2 separate regions of the Mus musculus genome follow, and region 1 is linked to region 2. Evidence: chromatin contacts called from public Micro-C data. All regions are on one chromosome and are shown on one strand. The core of a region is the stretch at or near the end of the contact, and the rest is flanking DNA. Distances in the headings are between cores, read along the strand shown. Region 1 overlaps Ascc3 (activating signal cointegrator 1 complex subunit 3). Region 2 holds the start of Ascc3 (activating signal cointegrator 1 complex subunit 3).

Evidence for each region. Hi-C and Micro-C count contacts between places; a contact is called where the count stands out from the background.
Region 1: a contact with region 2 is called in a Micro-C map of macrophages, with 1.9 times the contacts expected there. The contact joins the enhancer-like site here to the promoter of Ascc3 in region 2. A contact is called at or near these places in 4 of 39 promoter capture datasets (3T3-L1-derived adipocytes, the C10 cell line, liver and 1 more), 1 of 15 datasets of contacts at CTCF or cohesin (CD8 T cells), 4 of 484 Hi-C or Micro-C datasets (CD8 T cells, macrophages, neutrophils and 1 more), 1 of 115 datasets of contacts at active chromatin or transcription factors (CD8 T cells) and 3 of 9 other capture datasets (adipose tissue, liver and pancreatic islet).

The regions. Positions count from the first base shown.
Region 1 is chr10:50,630,680-50,636,141 of GRCm38.p6, reverse strand. The region is part of intron 4 of Ascc3 (activating signal cointegrator 1 complex subunit 3); the gene reads right to left. Among named protein-coding and RNA genes, the nearest start is that of Ascc3, 41 kb to the right of the region's middle. Within about 2 kb of position 1,616, at least 4 of the 459 cell types and tissues checked have an H3K27ac peak or open chromatin away from gene starts, as enhancers often do. A contact at or near this core is called in macrophages, where this site is marked.
Region 2 is chr10:50,590,694-50,596,024 of GRCm38.p6, reverse strand. Ascc3 (activating signal cointegrator 1 complex subunit 3) reads right to left here and starts at 3,356. Exons shown (of 42, transcript NM_198007.2): 1 at 3,128-3,356.

The DNA.
Region 1 (5,462 bases), core at 367-2,866, 42 kb before region 2:
AAGCATGAAAAATATCATGAGTAAATTAAGAGCAAATTTTATGAAATGTAGTTAAAACAGTGCTTAAAAGGAAACCTATGACCATACATTCCCTTTGAAAAAGCATTCAGATCCACTTCATTTTTAGATCCACTTCATTTTCAACCTTAAGGTACCAGAAAAAAGGAAAAGCAGACATAAAAGAAAATAGTAAGCCCTGTGCACAAATAAATGAATTACAGCACAGAAAAACAATAGAGAGAATCAAGAAAACCTGAAGACTTTAAAACTTTAGCAGGATTAACAAAGGAGGAAAAAGACTAGAATGAATTCTGCATTACAAAGATACAACATTGAACAACTAACTCCAGACCTTACAGAGCATCTGTATAGACTTCCAGCAAGAGAAAGGATGATTAGTGACCAAAACCAGGCCCCAGAAAGACAAGGTTCAGGATTTGTTGTCAGCCAACCAATTTACAGAGAAATTAAATTCTACTGATGGCTTCTACTGAATCTTTTTAAAAGGTTAATACCAATTCTTAACACTGCACAAATTGAAAACATGCAAAAATATTTCTCAGCTGATTTTTCTCAGAGCCAATACTAGTGATACCCAAACCAAAGGCATAACAAGAAAACTATAGATCAATGACTTTAGAATATGGAAATAAAGAGTATCCATGAAGTACTAGCAAACTAAACCAGTAACATAGTTGAGTGTCTTAACTCAGATTAGATAAATGGGTAGACAGAAACACAGAGGGCAGACATTATGATAAAGTGAAATCAATGCAACAAATACAAAGTGGACACAATAGGTGGGAAAACTGACCAATAGGAATACCTATCAATAAACTTAAAAAATTTGCACCATTAGTTTAACAAATGAGAAAAAGACAATTTTATTTTTTCATGGGAAAAAAATAAGTATACTTGAAGGGAATTTTATATCTTTATAAAGGACAACAATGAAAGCTCACAGCTAATTATGGTATTGTTTCATAAAAGATCAAATGCTTAGCCATGAAGATCAGAAATAACACAAAGTCTCAACTCACCACTTCTATTCAACACTGCGTGGAGGTTCTAGCCAGGGCATTTAGGCAAGAAAAAGATATATAGGGCATCTAGATAGAAAGAGAAGAAATAAAACTATTTATTCACAGATGGCATAATCTTGCATACAGAAAATACTACTGGAACTAATATTTTCTTCAAGAATGCACAAGATGATATAAATATATAAAAATCAAATGTATCCTGTACTAATAATGAAAAATCTAAAAATGAAACTAAGAAAATAATCCCTTCTATAATGTCAGCAAAAATTACTGAGGACTATTTTTTTAAAGGAAGAGTAAGACATTTCCACTGTAACTACAAAATACAACTGAAAGAAATTAAAATCCTAAATAAAAATCAGTATCTATGAACTAGAATACATAATATTGAGATTTCTTTTTAAATAAAACCCGTATTACTCTAAGATTGAGTGCAATCTCACTCAGAATCCTTGGTGACTTCTTTGCAAAAGGCAGCGAGCTAACTTTCAAATCCATACAGTATTGGGAGAAACCCAGAATAGTAAAAAGAATCTTGTGAGGATGGAGGGAAGGACAGTTTAGGATTCAGAGGTCCCTGTAACCACACTCACAACAATGTAATCAAAACCAAAACCATGCCATATTGGCATACAGACAAACGTAAGAAACAAGAGAAAACAACAACAATAAAAATCCTTCATGTGTCCTTCATGTGTCATAGGGAAGTATTTCTGGCTAGTGTCAACGCAAGGGGAAGTCTTTCAATAAGCAACAATGGAATAACCAGCGCAAAGAGGGAAGAGGAAGAGAGAGGAAGAGAAAGAGAAAAGAAAGAACAAAGAGGAAGACTATCTGAAACAACAAACAAAACTTAACTCAATGTGAATCAATGGTCTAACAGACTTAAAATCTAAAACTATAAAACTCTTACGAGAAGACATAGCAGTAAATCTTCATGAAAAGGATGCTTAAATACTACCTCAAAAATATTATCAATAAAAGACAACAAAAAATAGACAAGTTCATACTTCCAAGAACACACTCAAGAAAGTAAAAAGACAATGTATAAAACAAAAAAGTATTTTCAAATACATATGCACAAGAAGCTTCTGTACAACATAAATAAATCATAGTTCAGGAATAGTAAAAGAAAATAAAAACATAAAGCATTAAAGTTTCTCTATGAAATACTCATGACTGTATATTAAGCATAGCGACACCCAATAGGATATAGTCTTGAGGAATACACATTAGTGGATTAAAGATTGGATGGCAAAAAATGAAAGGGTAAAAAGGACAAAGGCCTATGATTTCGTAAGATGAATTAAGAGTAGAAAAATGCTATAATTGCATGTATTTGTGCATATAAGAGCTTAAAATTTGTACACTTTAAATATATGCAAAATTACATCAATAAACCTATAAAAAAAAGATGCCCATGAGTCACAACTGCTTGAAATAACAAGAGTAATCTAAATATTGCTTAAGACTTAAGATATGGCCAGGCAGTGGTGGTGCACACCTTTAATCCCAGCACTTGGGAGGCAGAGGCAGGCAGATTTCTGAGTTCTAGGCCAGCCTGGTCTACAGAGTGAGTTCTTGGACAGCCAGGGCTATATGAGAAACATTGTCTCAAAAAATAAAACAAAACAAAACAAAATAAAAAGACTTAAGATAAGATTGAAAAAATTCCCTGTATGAGAAGTTTTCCTACTATTCTTTGTATTCTTTGTACAAGTTAATGGGGATCACTGTATTTCAACACATGTATACAGTGTGAACCAGTCTAATATAGTTTTCTGTTTTACTCATTCCTACCCTACACAACCTCCACATGAATTCCAACTTTTCTAAAAAACATTTTACATGAGTATTTTGTATTGTTGTTAGCTAGACACAACAATCAAGGGTAGAATTAAAGAACTTTCTACAGAAAGGATGGGATAAGAAAAGTAGGAAGGGATAAAGGGAAGGGATAACTATAAAATATATTTCTACATCATTATCCCCCATGAAACACACACACACACAAACTATAACAGGAAACAGTATATAGATGGATGGATGGATGGATGGATGGATAGATGGATGGATGGACGGATGGACGGATGGATAGATGGATGGATGGTATGGACTAGTCTTAAGATTCTGTGAATTTTTAAAATGGGGTCATTTCTTCTATAAGAAAATAATCCTGCCAGAGCTAACCTTGCATATTCATATCCTTAACCACTCAGCTACTTAATACAAACTGTGTTTCTTGTTCACAAATGGCAAATTCTAGTAGAAAACCACTAGCTTGCAATCCCACCAGCATCCTTGCCAGCATCTACTGTCACCTGAGTTTTTGATCTTAGCCATTCTGACTGGTGTAAGATGGAGTCTCAGGGACATTTTGATTTGCATTTCCTGATCACTGAGGACTTTGAACATTTCTTTAAGTGGTTCTCGGCCATTCGAGATTCCTTTGCTCTGAATTCTTTGTTTAGTTCTATACCCCATTTTTGATATGGTTGTTTGGTTGTATTGAAGGTTAGCTTCTTGAGTTCTTTATACATTTTGGACATTAGTCCTCTATCAGATGTGGGATTAGTGAAGTTTTTTCCCCAATCTGTAGGTTACCAATTTCTCCTACTGACTATGACCTTTGCCATACAGAAGCTTTTCAGTTTGATGAGCTCCCATTTATCAATTCTGGATCTTAGAGCGTGAGCCACTGGAGTTCTGTTTAGGAAATCCCCCCATCCCCCGCCCTGTGCCAATGAGTTCAAAGTAGAAGACCAGCAGTCGAAACTATCGGATACCCTGAAATCTCTCAGACACTGAGCCACCAACCAGGTAGCATACACTACCTGATATGAGGCTCTCAACACATATTCAGCAGAGTACTGCCTAGTCTGGCCTCAGTAAGAGAAGACACACCTAACCCTGGAGAGACCTGACACCCCAGGGAGTGGGGAGGTCTATGGGGTAGGGTGGGGGAGACATCCTCTTGGAGATGGGAGAGGAGGAATAGGATGAGGAACTGTGCATACCTGGAAGCTAATTTCTAATGAAAAAACGTGGAATAATATCCAAGACATTCTTAATAACACTCTATTCTTCTTAATAACACTCTTTAAGATCCCATGATTGACAAAAGAAGCAAATAAAAAACCCATTCGGTTGTGAATGCATGGTTTATGTAACTTCCAGACAAAGAATCTTAGCTGAGTTCTGGGATAAGAGGCTATGAGATTTAACAGCAATCCAAAATTATGTTTTCTGTACCACCTGCCACATCTATCCACTCCAGGAGCAGGTGGGAACCCTTCCTCACACAAGGGCTGCACTACAAACTTGGCACTAGCGGTGACTATCTGCAAAGGTATAGCTGCCTGGGCCATTGTTCAGTGTTCTAATACAAGGACCCGAGGCCACAAAAATAAATAGGAAAGAGGGAGAGGTTAGCTATTTGTACAGACAGAGAAATCTGTATCAAAGACATTTATACAACACCTGAGCCTACAGGATTAGAAGACATAACAGATAAGCTAATATGCTTCCCTTGGCAGTTTGCTACTATTGTTGTTTTGTTTTGCTTTATTTGAAACAGCAAGTCTTTCTATAAATCAATCTGATCCAAAAAAGTTAAACAAGATGAAAGGCCCAAGTGAGGATCCTTGAATACCACTTACAAGAGGGAAAAAAATAGTCATGGGAGGCAGAGAGAGGGAAGGAGGAACCTCAGTGAAAGAAGGGAGAGTGAGGGGAAAGGGAGATAGGCCATGTGTGGGGAGAGAAAGAAGAGAGGTGCAGATTTTGTATAGAATGAAGAAGGAAAAGAAAAACTAAGCTGTACTACTAAAATCCCTTTCAGGATAAGATCTATTGCTGCTGAATAGCCCCAATCCAAAATGTTTGGGATCAGAAATGGATTGATTTTAGTTGTTTCAGATTTGAGAAAATTTGCATATGCATGTAAAATAGCTTAAACATAGAAAGTCATTCGTTTCATATGTACCTTACATATGTAGGCTCAAAGTACAAAGAACCGTTTAAAAATTACCTAATAATTGACTATTAGTTTTTAAGGAAATAAATGAACACATAACAACTTAAAGGGAAAAAATAAATGATACCATTCATTTTTGCTTCAAGAGTTTTTCCAAAGGAAACATGTTTGACCATTAATATATGCATATATAAATTCTATTTTATCTTGGTAAAATTAATATTGGTTCAATGATGAAATTAATATAATTATTTCATATTTTCTTGTAAAAACCAACAGAAGATTTGAAACCACTGCTCCAACTAAAGCTTGGATCATTGGTTAGATAAGATTCCTATTTATACTACCTACTGAAAGCATTCCATGCCCACTACCTTCTAGAATCAGAAGAAATTCTTCATAGTTACTTCTATGTTAGAATGTAACATGCTCTTCACATCTTA
Region 2 (5,331 bases), core at 2,107-4,606:
AATGAAATAGGTTTGTCAATGATGGTCCGTCCCACAATTAAACAAAGTTAATTTATGCTTTATAGTAAAGTCCCAGATTGATTTTACTCAATATTTTTAATAATTTTGCCGATAATGTGCAACTTTCTACTTTTGATGTCAAGTCAGTTATAAAAGCTCCAAATACCAGGTTCTGTATAGCAAAGAAACTGTCAGCACAGCACAGACAACCCACAGAACAGGTCTTTACCAGTTGTACTTCAGAAAAGGGGTTAATATTCAGAATTTACAAAGAATTACAAAATTAAATACCAAGGAAATAACAGATGGGCTAAAGAACTGAACAGTGTTCAAAAAGAGAAACACCAATGACCAAGTTAGTTTAAAAGTCTTCAACATTTTAGTATTTTAAGAGCCAATGGGAAAATTCAAACTAAAACTTTAAGATAACACCAGTCAGAATACTGGTCATCAAGAAGTTTGATAACAAATGTTGGAGAGAATGTGGAGACAGGAACCCTTATTCACAGATGGTAGATATGCAAATTAATAGAGGCATTATGGGAATCCACTGGAAAGTCATCAAAAATATAACTAACATATGACCTATTTTACTCCTGGGTATCCCTGAAGAACTCCCAGTTATACCATATAGATAATTGTAACCCCATGTTTACTACTTTTTTTAATTAACTATAAAAAGAACACAGAACCAACCTTATTGTCCATCCACAAATGAAAATCGCTGTGTATGTGTGTGTGTATATATACACACACATACATATATACACTCACACACACATACATATACATAAGTATACATATATCTATACACACACACACACACACACATATATATGTATACATTCACACACACACACACACACACACACACACACATATATATGGCAATACTCAGAACTTATTCTCAACCTGTGGGTCACAACTCTTTGAAGGGTAACATATCAGCCTGAGTATCAGATATTTACATAACGATTCATAACAGTAGCAAAATTATAGTTATGAGGTAGCAACGGAATAATTTTATGATTGAGGGTCACCACATCATGAGGAGCTGTACTAAAGGGTTGCTGCATTAGGAAGGTTGAGAACCACTGGCTTAGAATGACCCATAGTGATGTCATATTATCTCAGAAAGAAAGAGAAACATGTCTTCTCTTATACTAAGCTACTAGCTTAGTGCCTCCCTCCTCCCTATCTCCCCTGAGTGTGTGTGTGTGTGTGTGTGTGTGTGTGTACAAATGTAAACATGCGTTCGGTGAACATATATAGAAGATTTAATATTAGGTGATAAAGGAGAAATGAAATCAAGTAATAGACATTGTAGAGCTTTTTTTCCATTTTAATTGTTATTTTTTTCATTTTTTGTGGGGAATAAGTGAGTTAAAATATATGTGCTAGTGAAAATGTAAAATTCAACGTAAAGCTCTACAGTTTCAGAATTCTCTAACTGTATAATACCTCCGTTGAGGTGGAGACTTCAGATATGGCTCATTGTTCCTCATGACATTTATTTACAAGTTCTTTGTAATGAAGTTTTGGGAGTACTTCATATTTTGGGTTTTCAGATTTGGAATTCTCAGATTCCTTATTGTCTCCTCTGTAATTCTTCATTTATTTCTGGAGATGTTCATGAGCTAAAATTTTAACTGCGCATACTCACTTTCTCAAAGTTGAAAACTGTACTTATACAAACTATCCTCAAGAAAGATGTATTAGAGTAAAAAGTTTATTCTGTTACCATATAGGCTCTTTATAAAAATGTTTTGTATGTAGACTTTCTATATCCTATGCCAGACATGAGGTATCAATACAACCAATGTAAATACTAGAAAAAAATGAAAACGCTTCCAGCCAGAAATTTGTTTCCAATTATTAATTTAAACATCCCTTCTAAAAGAGTGTTTGCTAGTTAACTATACAAAGTTCTGTGAGAACAGGGACTTTCTATGTCCTACACCTCCCACAGTGCTAGGGAATGAATGAAGAGTGAACAAATGAATGAATTAATGAATGAACCAAGTTTTTTAGAAAAAATTATTCAACAAGGATCAAGAAAACTAAGTCTTGCAAAATTAATTCACTCATGTAAATAACACTAAGCTACACTTAACTGACATCTCTATGAATATTTTAATGCAACACAGTATTATCTTTGTGGATGGCTTACTTATGCAGTGGGTTTCATAGAATAAAGTAATCCTTTTTTTTTTTTAGGTTTTTTTTTTTTTTTTTTTTTGAGGCAGTGTAGCCCTGGCTGTCCTAGACCAGGCTGGCCTCGAACTCAGAAATCCGCCTGCCTCTGCCTCCCAAGTGCTGGGATTAAAGGCGTGCGCCATCACGCCCGGCGCAACACCAGTATTATAATCGTCATGACGTGAAAAACTAAATACAAAACATGAGCTAGAGCACGTCCAGCCTAGACTCAGAAGCGGAATTTGAGAACAATCAAACTCAGAAAACAAACGTTTCAGCTTATGAATCTGAAAAGGGGGTAGATATAGTTGACTGTTCTAATTTTTATCCAGGAACAACAACAACAACAACAACAACAACAACAACAAAAACCACACCACAGGTAGCAATTAGACTGCACTTGTGATGCATATCAAACTCAGTAGACTGAACTTCTTTCTTTTAAAGGTAAAGGAAATTACAGCATCCTACCAAGAACCACTTCATCTACCCCCTTAGCATAGACACTTCTTTATTTAAAAAAAAAAAAAAATACATTCTAGAGTCCTCCGATTGTTAAATTCACCCACTGCCCTGAACTCCAGGACCCAAAGCACTCGCTCCTCTGTGTTGTGGGGGAAACCCAACCCAACAGATGTAGGCGAAGAACGACGTTGCTAGGAATGTGTAATATAAATAAGGGGAGAGGGAGGAGAAAAACAGGTTAAGCCTAGAACAGAAAATTTTTCATCTTGTGGCCATTCTGTCCTTACACGTGGGCAATCGCGCTGGAGTTTTCACCCCAACCCCCACCTACAAACTTAGGTGAGCCGGGACGCCCAGCCGAGGGATGACAGCTCGGTCCACCCGCGCTCTTCCGGACTCTGAGACCAGCCCCGCCCCGCCGCACACTCGGGCTCCGCCACCCGCGCCCTCCCTCTCCCTAGCTCACCTCAGCCCCGCCGCCACGCGCGCCTCCGGCCTCCTGGAGGTTTGCTTCCTCTTCTCACTCCGGCGGAGCGGAGCGGAGGGCTGCGCCCCGACCTCCTCCGCAGCACACGCGGGCCGGCGGGGGTCGCTCGCTGTCACGCCTTAGCGCGCGAGGGCTGCCCAGCTGGCACTGACCCACAAACCCACACACCCGCGCCGAGCGACGGAGGGGCGGGGCGGGCGCCGGCCATACGTCACCGACCGCGACGCCAACGTCGCCACGTCAGCACCCGGCCGCCCTCGGCCCCGCCCATGCGGGGGTTGGCGTCGGGTGGCGTACACGCTAGCAAGTTTCAGCTCAGTTTTAGTGGTCCGACTCTTGGTTCCCTCCGGCCGACTCCCTAATCCCCGCTTGGTTCTGATAATGGCACCGAGTAATTAATTCCTATTGAAGGCAGAAACCAGTGAGTCACAGTCCCGTGGTTACTAGATGGTTCCGCCCACCTGCTCTAGGCTCAAGTTTCGATTTCCCTGAGTTTCATTATTCTCCACTTTGTACTTCTGAAGTTGTTTCTGACCTTCGAAACAAAACATCTGACGATAGCCTGGTGCGACTGGCAAATTTAGAAAAGCTAGCCTAAAAAAACTGCATTGTTGTTAAGTTTGAACTGATGAGCGAGGATACAGATGTGGTATGCATTGTCATCCTACCCTTTCAGCCCATTCTTCCCGAGACAGTTGTCCTAAAACTCACCAGAACCCTGTTTTATAGAAGCAGCATTGGTTGAATAATAAACATAACTTGCCAAACCCACTGGAAGTTCTGTATACCAGACTGAGGTAAGAAGACCTCAATAGCGATAGAAGCATTTCAGAAATTAAAATGAGATAACGCAGATGAAAAGAATCATGAAGTATTAATGAAACTTGGTAAGATTCACTAAGAGGAAAAGTTACTGGACTGTCAGCAATATGAAAGACCCATCTGGTGATAAAGGTTTGTCTGGTATGACCTGAACTTTATGAGGAAAACAAACAAAAACCCTTCACATTCTGAGAGTCCCTTCTAATACAATCCAAGGAACTAAATGCACTGTAGAAGCAATATATGACCATCACAGTCTCTACATTTCTCTAAGTTCCCAGTCTCTACATTTTCTAAGTAGATGCTGAATGCTTACATAATAGGGATTTGGGGGGAGGGAGACGCATTTTAGGAGAATTACTGGCTGGTTTTGCTAAAAGTTAGTCCAGTCGCATGTAGCCTTTCAAGCGTTTACAGTCTAACTCATTTTATCACCAAACTACAACTGGTGATCCCAAAGACTCTTGGTCTCACTAGAGAAAGAATTCTAGGAGAGATACAGAAGAGACTTAAGCAAAAGCAAATTCATTATAGTAAAAAAGCAGAGGCAGATATTCCCAAGTGGGAAGGCCACCTGAGAATCCAAGCAGAGGTGATGTGAGTGGCATAGAAATATTTTGCTAATCTGAGATACATAATTGTGGAATTTTCAGAAACAGAGAGAGCATTTCCATGAAGCAGGCAGGGAAGGAAGAGGGGTTTGATCAAACATAGAATTATAGTACCAAGATTGCAATTTTGGAACAGCATGTATGTTAAAAACCGCAACTATAAATAAGATGCTAATTAATTTCCAGCTGAACTTTTGGGTCTCAGAGTCTCTGCAGCATGCAGATATTACTTGTATAGAGTACAACTGAAAGTAATATCATCCTGGCACTCAATCGAGCTAGATGAAGCCATCACTGTTGGGTTAGATTTATGTTTTATTTTTCACTCTCTCCTCTACCAGTAAATGAGACAAGATAAATAAGTAAAAAAGAAAAATGAAAGGAGTCTACATAGATAGTTTAGATTATACCCAACAGAGTTCCAGAGGATCAAAAAGATGAAAATTGAAAATGTACTACCTGACTCTCCTGTGCTATGCTCAAGCCACTAGCCAGATTTGGCTCTACAAAATAGAAATCTGACTTATTGGAATTAAGGTTTTCAAAATATATGCCATATTTTGAAAACTTAACGGGAAGGTGATTGTAAGCTATCAACTTTTTATTTATTTTAGATAAGCCTTTGTACATTGAGCCAAATGAAATGTAATTATTTCAGCCCTTACTTTTAAAATGTATATCTATAAACTTTAAAATGGTGCAGGTGACTTAAATTATACTTCTACATAGTACCAGAGTGGAAGGAAATAA